2 separate regions of the Zea mays genome follow, and region 1 is linked to region 2. A link is a contact called in public Hi-C data. All regions are on one chromosome and are shown on one strand. The core of a region is the stretch at or near the end of the contact, and the rest is flanking DNA. Distances in the headings are between cores, read along the strand shown. Region 1 holds the start of LOC100383860. Region 2 holds the start of LOC103644366.

Region 1 (5,001 bases), core at 530-3,029, 970 kb before region 2:
GCTGAAGACTAACCTTCTGAAAGTGGCCAACATGAGTGGTTGACTCAACCAGATGAGCTGCTTTTCCGAAGAAAGTATGGATTCCAGTGGCAATAACAACTGCTTCTATTTCACCTTGCTTACAGGTTGAACCAGAGTAGATCCCGTCACCAGGTTGTTTGGTTACAGGTAGCGATTCTCCCGTAAGTGCAGACTGCAAAGTATAATCCCTTATGTGTTTTAGTGTCTCATGTAATTTTCATATCAGAATATTTTTTTTTCCGCTCTACCAAGAACACTATGATTGAGACACAAGAAAGACCTGGTCAATTTTCAGCGGATCTCCCTCGAGAAGACGCGCATCTGCCGGAATGATGTCTCCAAGTTTAATGCTGATTATGTCACCGGGCACCAACAAAGATGCGTCCATTTCACTCCAGGTTCCATCACGTAAAACCTAGAAAATGAGTGTAACATGATGAAAAGCAGTATTGAGAAGAAAAAGGAGTGGTAAGTAGGGTGTGGGGCTTACCTTGGATTTTGGTGCGAGGCGGGCCATAAGCGCAGCAGCAGCATTCCCGGCATTGTTTTCCTCTATGAAGCTAATGGTGGAATTGATAATGAGCAGTAACATAATTCCGACAAAGTCATGGTAGTCTATCCCCATTGGCTGCGTGAAGATAGATATAGATGATTACTTAGGATGCATAGTGGGGAAAGAGGGACTGTGAATTGTCTGTGTCTGGTGAATGAGTGTGTGGGATGGATGATTACCTTTCCCCTAACATCTCTGCCGCCATGAGCAAGGGCGATAGCCATTATGGCTGCTGCCTCCATGACCCAGGAAAGGGGGTTCCACATGAAGCCCAGGAACTTGAGCACTTTGCTTTCCTGCATAGTGAATTAGTGACTACTGATTAGTTGGTCAGCGGTGGTGTCAGTCTAAGTGAACGAAAGAAGGTTGACTAGCTAGACGGATGCCATGTCATGTTAGCAGAGCAGCTAGGCACCTGCTTCTCTTCCAGCTTGTTGTAGCCAAAGGCGTCGATCCTATCCTGGGCAGCGGCGGAGGTTAGGCCGTCGCGGGTGCATTTGAGATGCTCGAAGACCTCCTCCACAGGGACATGCTCCTGTGACGGCGAATGACATTGGTACCATCATCGCCATCGGTAGTAAATTTGAACTTTGAAAAGCAAATTAAAGGAGTGGGAATGGAACGGAGCTGTGCGAAGTGAAACGAACCAGGTCGACGGTTTCGTTGGTGATAGCGTCCATGCCGAGGGCATTGGCGTTGGCGTCCATGGTGGGGAGATCGATGGAGGTAAGCTAATCGGAGCCGGAGGGGCATATAAGGAGGCGCAGCTAGATGGCGACGATGGGCATACGCACCTCCGCCTCCGACTGCGCGTCCACCTCCTCTTTGGGCCGCCAACACCAACGGCCATCGGGCTTGGCTCCATCGATGTGGATTTGGCCTTGTCTGCATCCTAGGTCTCGCCGTCGGCGGTGCCTTCTCGCTCTCGCCGCCTCCCCCTCGGTCTCTTTCTTTCATGCGCCGTCCCCCTCGACTCCCTCACCTGTCCCCTCGGATAAGCTACGCAGCACAGCACAGCACAGCAGTGGGGATCGATGAAGCAAAGAGTGGATGGATGGGAGAGGAAGATGCGTAGGGTACGGACGGGCTGGGGTTCGACAGTAGTACAACCAGCAAATCAAATCTCTCCAACCTTCCAACCAATTGCAATTGATGGAGAGGACGGACGGACGGACGCAAGGAAGACGACGACGGTGACGTGGCGGTCAACGAACCGGCTGGCAATGGATTAATAATCGTCATCGCAATCATCACCGCCACACTTAGCTGACTGCTGTGTTTACAGCCCACAAACAATTGATGTCTGTATATATATTAGAAAACGTATATAGACAACACAAACAAACATATTATATAGTGGTTTGTCTATTTATATTGTCTACATAGTTTAAAATTTGTGAAGGATAACACAAACTGTCATTATATATCACTTATAATATTGACCTGGACAACCGTGGCTTCTGGTGGTGCTGCTAGTTGTGAGCACGAGCCCGTGCTCATCGCTTCATCAGACGACGAAACAAACGGAGGTGTTTTCGTAAAAAAGGCTTGAATAAATACGACTGGTACATACACTGTGTCTGTATGTGCCCTTAATAGTCATTTTGATCATTAATTTAACTAATTTGCTCTCTAACCATATTACAAAGATATATACACTTCTCCAATATTTTATTAAATTGTAAGATAATTTTAGACAATACTCTTGTAGGACCAACTAGTTCAAATATATTATTACTTTTGTGATTAATATACTAAGGTTTTAGCAAGCAGATCGTGCATATGACCGTGAAAAAAATGTCGCCTTGTAGATTGTATTGTACTGTTTACATAGTGAACTTTGAAATAGAAGATTGGATAAGTAAGGTTGCTTGAAATGGCCTAAGGGATGTTTGGTTGCTCGAACTAAATTTTAGTCTTCGGATGTTTGAATGTCACTTCGAGTATTAAATATAATTAATGAGTCGAGGGTACAGAAGTGTACCACCGATAAAATTTGGTAGGAGACTTTGGCGTGTTGGCCTTCTACTTACCACATACGTTGGATCCAACATGGTTGTGAGAGTACCTAGAGGGGGTGAATATGTAATCCTGTAAAAACAGCTCAACAAAAACAAACCTGGTCTAAAGTGGATTAGTAAAATCAAAACTAAGTTCGGATAAAAAGCGAGAGAAGAAAGAACTTCTTCACTTAATTGCTCTCACATAATGGGTGTTAAACTTAGAGCAATATTATAAGTGAAGAGGCGTGCTAGAAAGAATAGAATCGTGGTAAAGTGAAACAGATAGGTGACACGATGATTTTTATCCCGTGGTTCGGTCAAGTGTAAAAGGCTTGCCTACTTCACGTTGTGGCGTCCCAATGGACGAGGGTTGCACTCAACCCCTCACAAGTGATCCAAATATCAACTTAAATACCACGGTTTTCTTTCTTATCTCAGTTTACCCCATTGTGAGGAATCTTCACAATTTGGAGTCTCTCACGCCTTACACAATTTGATCTCAAATAAACTCAAGAGTAAGGTGGAGTAGAAACACACACAAGAGACAAAAATCACAATAACACACGCTCACAAGTCGAGAGAGGAGCACAAGAAATAATCTGACGGAATTACAACTCAAACCCTTGCTCAAATCTCAATCTATCAACGCTCTAGCGTGATCACACTGTCTCGATGTCTTAGGATGTTCAAAGGATGCTTGGTTTTGTGCTCCATGCGCCTAGGGGTCCCTTTTATAGCCCCAAGAGACCTAGGAGCCGTTGGAGCTCCATTTAGTAGGCTATGGTTATCTGTCTGCGGGTGCACCAGACTGTTCGGTGCACACCGGACAGTGAACATTGCAACTAGGGTTGGAAATGAGACGATCCGAGCCAGCCAGGCTCCGCTCGGTGCGACTCGGAAGTGAAACGGCTCGATCCTAGCTCGGCTCGGCTCCGGCTCGAGCTAGCTCGTGAGCTTGTTCCGACTGAGATCACACGAGCTGCCAGGCAAGCAGTTTCGTGCAAGCCAGGAGCAGAAAGTTCATTCACCCGGAGGATCCCGTTGTCCACCTCGTCCACGGAGAAATGGACACGGATTACAAGGAAAAAAGAAACAAATGAGATGAAGGCCCGTCAAGCTGCCCTTCTAGTACCTCCGCCCTCAAAGGAGAACAGAAAGAAGCTTGTCATCAGGACAACTCCATTCTACCCCGATGTCCTCTTCATCGGGGGGGGGAGTGTAATTGTCCCCCATCTCCGACGACGAACCAACTGTGCCTGGGGAAGAACCTCCTCAGCGGGAAGCTCGCCGACGAAGGAACCGACGCCGTAACGTCCGGCGACATCATGAAGCCGGAGAACGAGACCCAGCACAGCCTGTATCACGAGACGAGATCTCGGAGGTGGGAGAAACTCTAGATGAACGAGTCTTCAGTGAAAGGAGGAATTCCCGCCGACGCGATCGTCGGCAAGTTCAAGAACAAGCCAAGCAGGAGTCGAGACAGCGTCGAGAGAACCCTCTCTTCGGATGAAACCTGAACCCCGACTTCGCCCGAGCAATGTACACACCGAGCGAGGTCGGTGGAGTGTTGGCTCGGATAGCCGATGGCCTCCCCCGGACTCCAGATGCCAAGGGCTATCGGTGACTGATCACTCGAGCAGCTAATCATCTTCTGCCTCTCGCTCATCCTCCGAGCGATCTACGACACGCCATCAATAGTCGACGGGACGCGCGGAGCTCCATCAATGCTTCGCGCGAACGACGACACGAGAACGAGATTCGGCGCCGAGAAGAGTATGATCAGGATCACGGCATCCCTACACGAAGTCAGGCCACCAGGGTTGAGTCGGCGATAGCTTCAACTGGCGGCATGACCCGGGGACGGTCGAGGCAGCACATCGGTACCTCCCCTCCCCGGGACCGACACCACAATCGTCGACAGGAGGACACGTGTGGAGTATCAGCACTCACTCCACGTCTCAGGGCCATTCAGTGGCCCCCTAACTTCAAAGTCTCCAACGTCGACAAGTACGAGCCTAAGTAGGACCCGGGAGGCTGGCTGGCTGTCTATACCACCGCTGCCCGGGCCGCTGGGGCAACCGAAGATGTGATGACTGCGTACTTGCCCATCATCCTCGGACAAGATGTGCTGCAATGGCTACGACACCTACCCTGACACTGCATCGACGATTGGAGCGACTTCAGTCGGCGTTTTATCACCAACATCCAATCTCTCTTCGACAAGCCGGCACAACCATGGGACCTCAAATCCATCAGGTGCCGAGGGGATGAGACTCTTCGGTCATACCTCAAAAGATTTCAGACCATGAGAAATTGTATTCCTGAAGTTGCAGAAGCAGCAGTGATCGAGGACTTCTACCGAGGATCTAATGACTCAGCCTTCGTCCGAGCCATACTATAAAAAGCACTGACCACTTCCGAACA
Region 2 (4,974 bases), core at 2,306-4,805:
GGCTTCTTCATGGTTCTTAGCAGAAACTCAAGCTTTGGTTTCATAACAAGTTCAATACTGTAACCTAGAAGTGGGGAAAATCTAAAGATCATTGAGCACAGATCTTTCTTAGACAAACCCATCTCCAATAAGTAGTTCATCCTGTAAACATTGGAATAAAGTTAAATGCATCAAACACTTATAACAGGATTTTGTTGATATACTCCATACTTAACTAGTGAAGTATGTCAATAAATGGTTGAATTAGAAATTAAGTACCACGGGTAAGAAACAGACAATGAAAATGGAATATGGCATTAACTGCAATGACTACAGATCCTTCCAATATTGCAAAAGGTATCTCCAAAAGATGGAGCCATAAATGTAGGTTGTAGGGAACCAACAAAATTAACAATAAGTGCACCAAAAATTTGCAGCTTGAAGAGAAGTTAAAAGTAGAACATGGCACAATTATGAGGCACACTAAGTTTTGTAAAACCAAATCTCTCCTTGTACTGTATTTTATATCACACCAAGTTGCAGTCATACCTAGGGAGCAATGTACAATTTATGTCCAACAATAAAAGTTCTGGATACTTCCGAATGATGCGAGGAAGATGATGTTTAGAAACACCAAAGTTGGTAAGAAAATCGATTTTCTTCTTGAGGGTGTTATCCACGTTTGAAGCAAATATTTCAGGCGAACGACACAGAATTTTTCCTGTTGTTTTCTTATCAACACCCATTTCTCTGAAAAACAAAACATTCTGAAACACGAGGCACAAAAGTTAGTATTAAGATATAGTAATTGGAGGGTTAAAGATGTAAAACGGATATAACTCAAGGGTCAAGACACAAGACATCCCCAACTCAGGATATAACTATATAAATATGACTACTGTGGATGCAATTACGACAGACAGCAAGATAAAAACATTGATGTTAAGCACCACATTCTGATTGGAAAAATATGTGAATCTGTAAAACACAATGTACTTTTGTAAGAGTCATAATCCATGTCAATTTAATGGAAGACGTGATATTAAGTACACAAAACAATCCCTTTGCTGAACTCTGGTTCCAATTTGCTTCGAAACTTATATGCAGCCAAAAATAGTTTATATCCATTACCAATGAAGTTTAAATATATAAATGCAACCTCAATAATCGTTACACACCTGCATAAACTGATCAGGTTTTCTCAGTAATAACTGTGGACTTGATGTAATGACTGGAACCACCATTTTTTTACTGATGCCCAGAACATGAAACAGCTCCAAAACTGAATTCATTCTTTTTGAAGAGGAGCCAAGAATATGAGGCCAACTTTTCACAGCAATAGCGAGGACTGTACTGGAAATCTGAAAGGAAAAAGTTGAATACTCCCAACAGCAAAAGGAAGGCAAGACACGGCAAACAAATTAACATGAACTTGAGGCACAGCATAGTAAGTATTCTTTTTTACTTACCCTTTTTTGGTTGAAAAACAACAGCATTTGACTGTAGTTCTCTATCACACTCGTTGAAAGAATCCATGGATACTTCAACAACATCCTACTAACATAGTCTTGTTCAATGCCAGCCTAGGAAATTTAAAAATGGGGTCACTAATATTAATATATGTTATTGTCAAGTGTACAATCTAGCAGGTTCCAATGACTACCATGAACAAAAATACCTTCTCCCATTCACGAATCCTAGGCTTAATATCATTTTCAACATCAGAAAGAATGATAGGAGGAAATAGCAGCAGAACTGATGCAATCTTTGGCTTTGGAATTCCAATGTGCTCGAGAAAATCAACTAACGGCTTGAGATGATTATCTTCTGAGCAGAGAAGAAGCATCGGAAATGATTCAATGAGGTAAGGAAATGACACATCTCCATGTCCCAACATGCTAACACCACCATACCTAGCCTCCATCTGCAAGCGAAAAAATCTTTATTTTTGCTGCTACACAGTGCAATGAAGTGGCATGCGAAACACTAATTGGGACTGTGAACTTACTTTTTCAAAAAAAGATAAAGTACTTTGGAGTGCATCATCTGCAGGTATTGATAAGTATGTCATCATCCGCTTAGCATTCCTTCCAATTAGTATTGCATAATCACTGCTTGAAAATAACATTTCCTTCAAAAACTTAACCTATATGTGAATAAACCACGACTCCATAAGAAAAGAGTGTTGTGATATAATGAACATATTATAGTGCCAAGCACAGCTGCAACTGTTGAAGAAACATATTGACCACTATCATAATGTCTCCATAGACTGGTGTTAAAAAACTGCATGTGTTCTAAATTTATAGTGTTATCTATCAGAATGATTCCTTTAGTTAGTTTTGTGCCATGGTATTGAAACTGAAGTACTATTGAGAATAGAAGAGACTCATGACACATGCTTGAGTGCTTTGTTTCTTAGGAACAGAAACGTGTAGCTGAACAGAGGCAAGGCTTAAACCAGGCCAACAGAAGCCATGGCTCCTTGTCAACCTTGAAATTTCTTAAGAAACCACTTGATCTTGGTTAAAAAATTTGCAAAATAGAGGAAGCTTTTCATAGCTCCCCCTCCCCACCCCGCACAACTGCAGCTGAGTACAATATTTGTTGAAAAAAAACTAAGGATTTAAGTGTTCTCTGTTTAATACTAGGATGATCAAACTTTACTCAGATTCAACCAAATACAAGCCATAAGACTATAAGAGGTTATGGGCAACAACGACTACAATTGAAGTTTGAATTTCAGCAGAGGAACCAATGACACAATTAAGAAAATAAATACTGGCACTCCCTTGTAGGGCACACAAATGTAAAGTATATTTTCGATCTACGCATGGAATGCAAGTAAATTGAGCATCTCTGACCCTATCAATCAGCACAGTAAGGCCCGCAGCCGCGACGTAAGGCGCGATGAGTTTGGCCGAGGAGAGACGCATTCCCAAGCTCTCGAGGAGCGGCACCACGCCGTGGTCAGGCTTGCTCCGTCCCATGAGATACACCTTCCTCCTAAAACCGAGCCTCCCCATCTCCATCTCGACGACCCCGCTGAGGCCCAGCCGGGCCCTGGCACCGGAGCTCCACGACGCCCAGAGGCCAAGCTCGTCCAGCTCGCGGACGCCATCGGCGAGCATAGCGGCGTAGGCCGGCGCGCGCGCGGCGATGGAGGCGGCGTCGTCCGCGGAGGCGCCGCCCTCGCGGAGGAGATCCGCGACGGCGGCCTCTGCCTCCCGGACGTCGTAGGTGGGCGAGGCAGGGGCATTCGTGGATGAAGATGTGGTGTTGGGGAAGGCGGCGATGGGGCCTCCCCGGCGGCGGCCCAGGAGGAGGAAGAGGAGGGGGGGAGAACGAGGGTGCGTTTTGGAGTGGGGTTTGGTGGGAAGCCGGAGAATGTACAGTGGTGGGACTGCAGGTTTCCGGATTGGAGGATGGAGGAAGCCGAAAGTGGCGGCGGCGGCGGCCATGACCACCGTCGAGGGCTGGAGGGAAGACCAGAGGAGCGAGGCCCCGCACGCCGCGTGTCTTTGTTCCGTTCCCGCGTGCATTATCCATGGCATATTGGCGTGAGAAAACTTCTCCCAGAAAATGTAGGGATTGCTTTTGTTACTGAAGTTCACCTCAACAAATTGGGCAAATTAAACCGAACTTTGTTATTTTTTGTGCTAATAATTGTCTGAAAATATTTATTCTATGACATGTATTTTTCCCTCCAATTTCCTTTGCACAGGTTGATGATAGTGAATTTTTGTTGTAAAGGTATAAGGACAAATTAATCACCGGATGAATAATTAGATTTCGACGAGCAAAATAGATAAACTAGGCAAGCCTTGAGCCTTCTCAACATCGAATTGAACATGGAACAAGTACGTGCTCTCTCGAATGACAAGTTATGCAAGTAAGAATAATCCTTAATTGTCTCTAAAACCAAACATATACTAAATCACATGATCCATTGTTAAACGGCAAAATGTCTCGGTACCATTAAGTTGTCGATATAATTGTCAAGATACACGTGTAACATTGCAAAAATAACTTTGTCTATGTGCACATGACATAGACACTATCTCTGTTATTTTCTTTATTTTTAGACAATCAATGTTATTTTGACGATGTCGCAACTGCAAACATGTTTCTAAAGTGCTACGCAGATTATAAATTTAAGCAACACCTAGAGAAGGTTCAAAATAGTTTAGATTCTCTTCAACCATTCCTCTCTCAAATCCCTCCATTCGTACTTTCTATTCATATTTAAATACCTCCCCCTCAACTATTATTCTCCATATTTCATCTCCACTCCAACCATTCCCCCCTATTCAGCTCCCATTTACTCTTTAACTGAGCTATTTGACTTTTTTACATCAGTTTTTGGAGTTCTAAAAAATACTACCATATTTGTAGTATCATAATACATATTGTTATCAGGTAATTATACTAAAAAGGAATTCATTTTACAGTTAAAACATAGATTACCGAAATAGGGGAGATTAGAACTCCCCCATGTACAGAGGGAGCAGCCTCTCTCTTCCTAGAGAGGGTGCCGAACTCAGGGCACCGTTGGACTGTGAGGGGGTCGGGCTGTACCCCTCCGGCGGACAGGGGGAGCGAGAGGGTGTCCTGTTGGAGAGAGTCTTATTGCGGCAAGGGTGGAAGTTGCCAACCATAATCGCACCGATGTTGATGGTACCTTTTTGGTTCATGATCTAACGTTGCAACAACGTGGTTTAGGTAATACTCAATCAGTTTTAAATTATATAAAATATTTTAGTTCTGTTACATACATAGCTTTTTAGTGATAGCATCGTACTAAGATATGAGATGAAACCAAAGACACAGAGGGACATAGCTTGAGACTGTTGGATCAGGGTACCGACATGGCTATAAGCTCACGCACGATGTGGAGAGGTTCGAACCACGTGAATATAGTTACATGCATCTTTTCTATGGTTAATACTTAAATGCAAGTGTGGGAAGAAATTACACGCTCAGATGTCTGATCTA

The links. A called contact is a pair of places that touch in the nucleus more often than the background predicts.
Region 1: a contact with region 2 is called in a Hi-C map of leaf, with 3 times the contacts expected there. The contact joins the promoter of LOC100383860 here to the promoter of LOC103644366 in region 2.

Annotation. Positions count from the first base shown.
Region 1 is chr1:999,684-1,004,684 of Zm-B73-REFERENCE-NAM-5.0, reverse strand. It overlaps LOC100383860, which reads right to left and starts at 1,779. Exons shown (of 19, transcript NM_001362173.1): 1 at 1,222-1,779; 2 at 990-1,109; 3 at 754-870; 4 at 512-649; 5 at 302-436; 6 at 14-193. The coding sequence starts at 1,281.
Region 2 is chr1:33,188-38,161 of Zm-B73-REFERENCE-NAM-5.0, reverse strand. LOC103644366 reads right to left here and starts at 3,555. Exons shown (of 9, transcript XM_020544720.3): 1 at 2,844-3,555; 2 at 1,988-2,125; 3 at 1,658-1,903; 4 at 1,449-1,562; 5 at 1,158-1,340; 6 at 529-746; 7 at 1-141. The coding sequence starts at 3,533.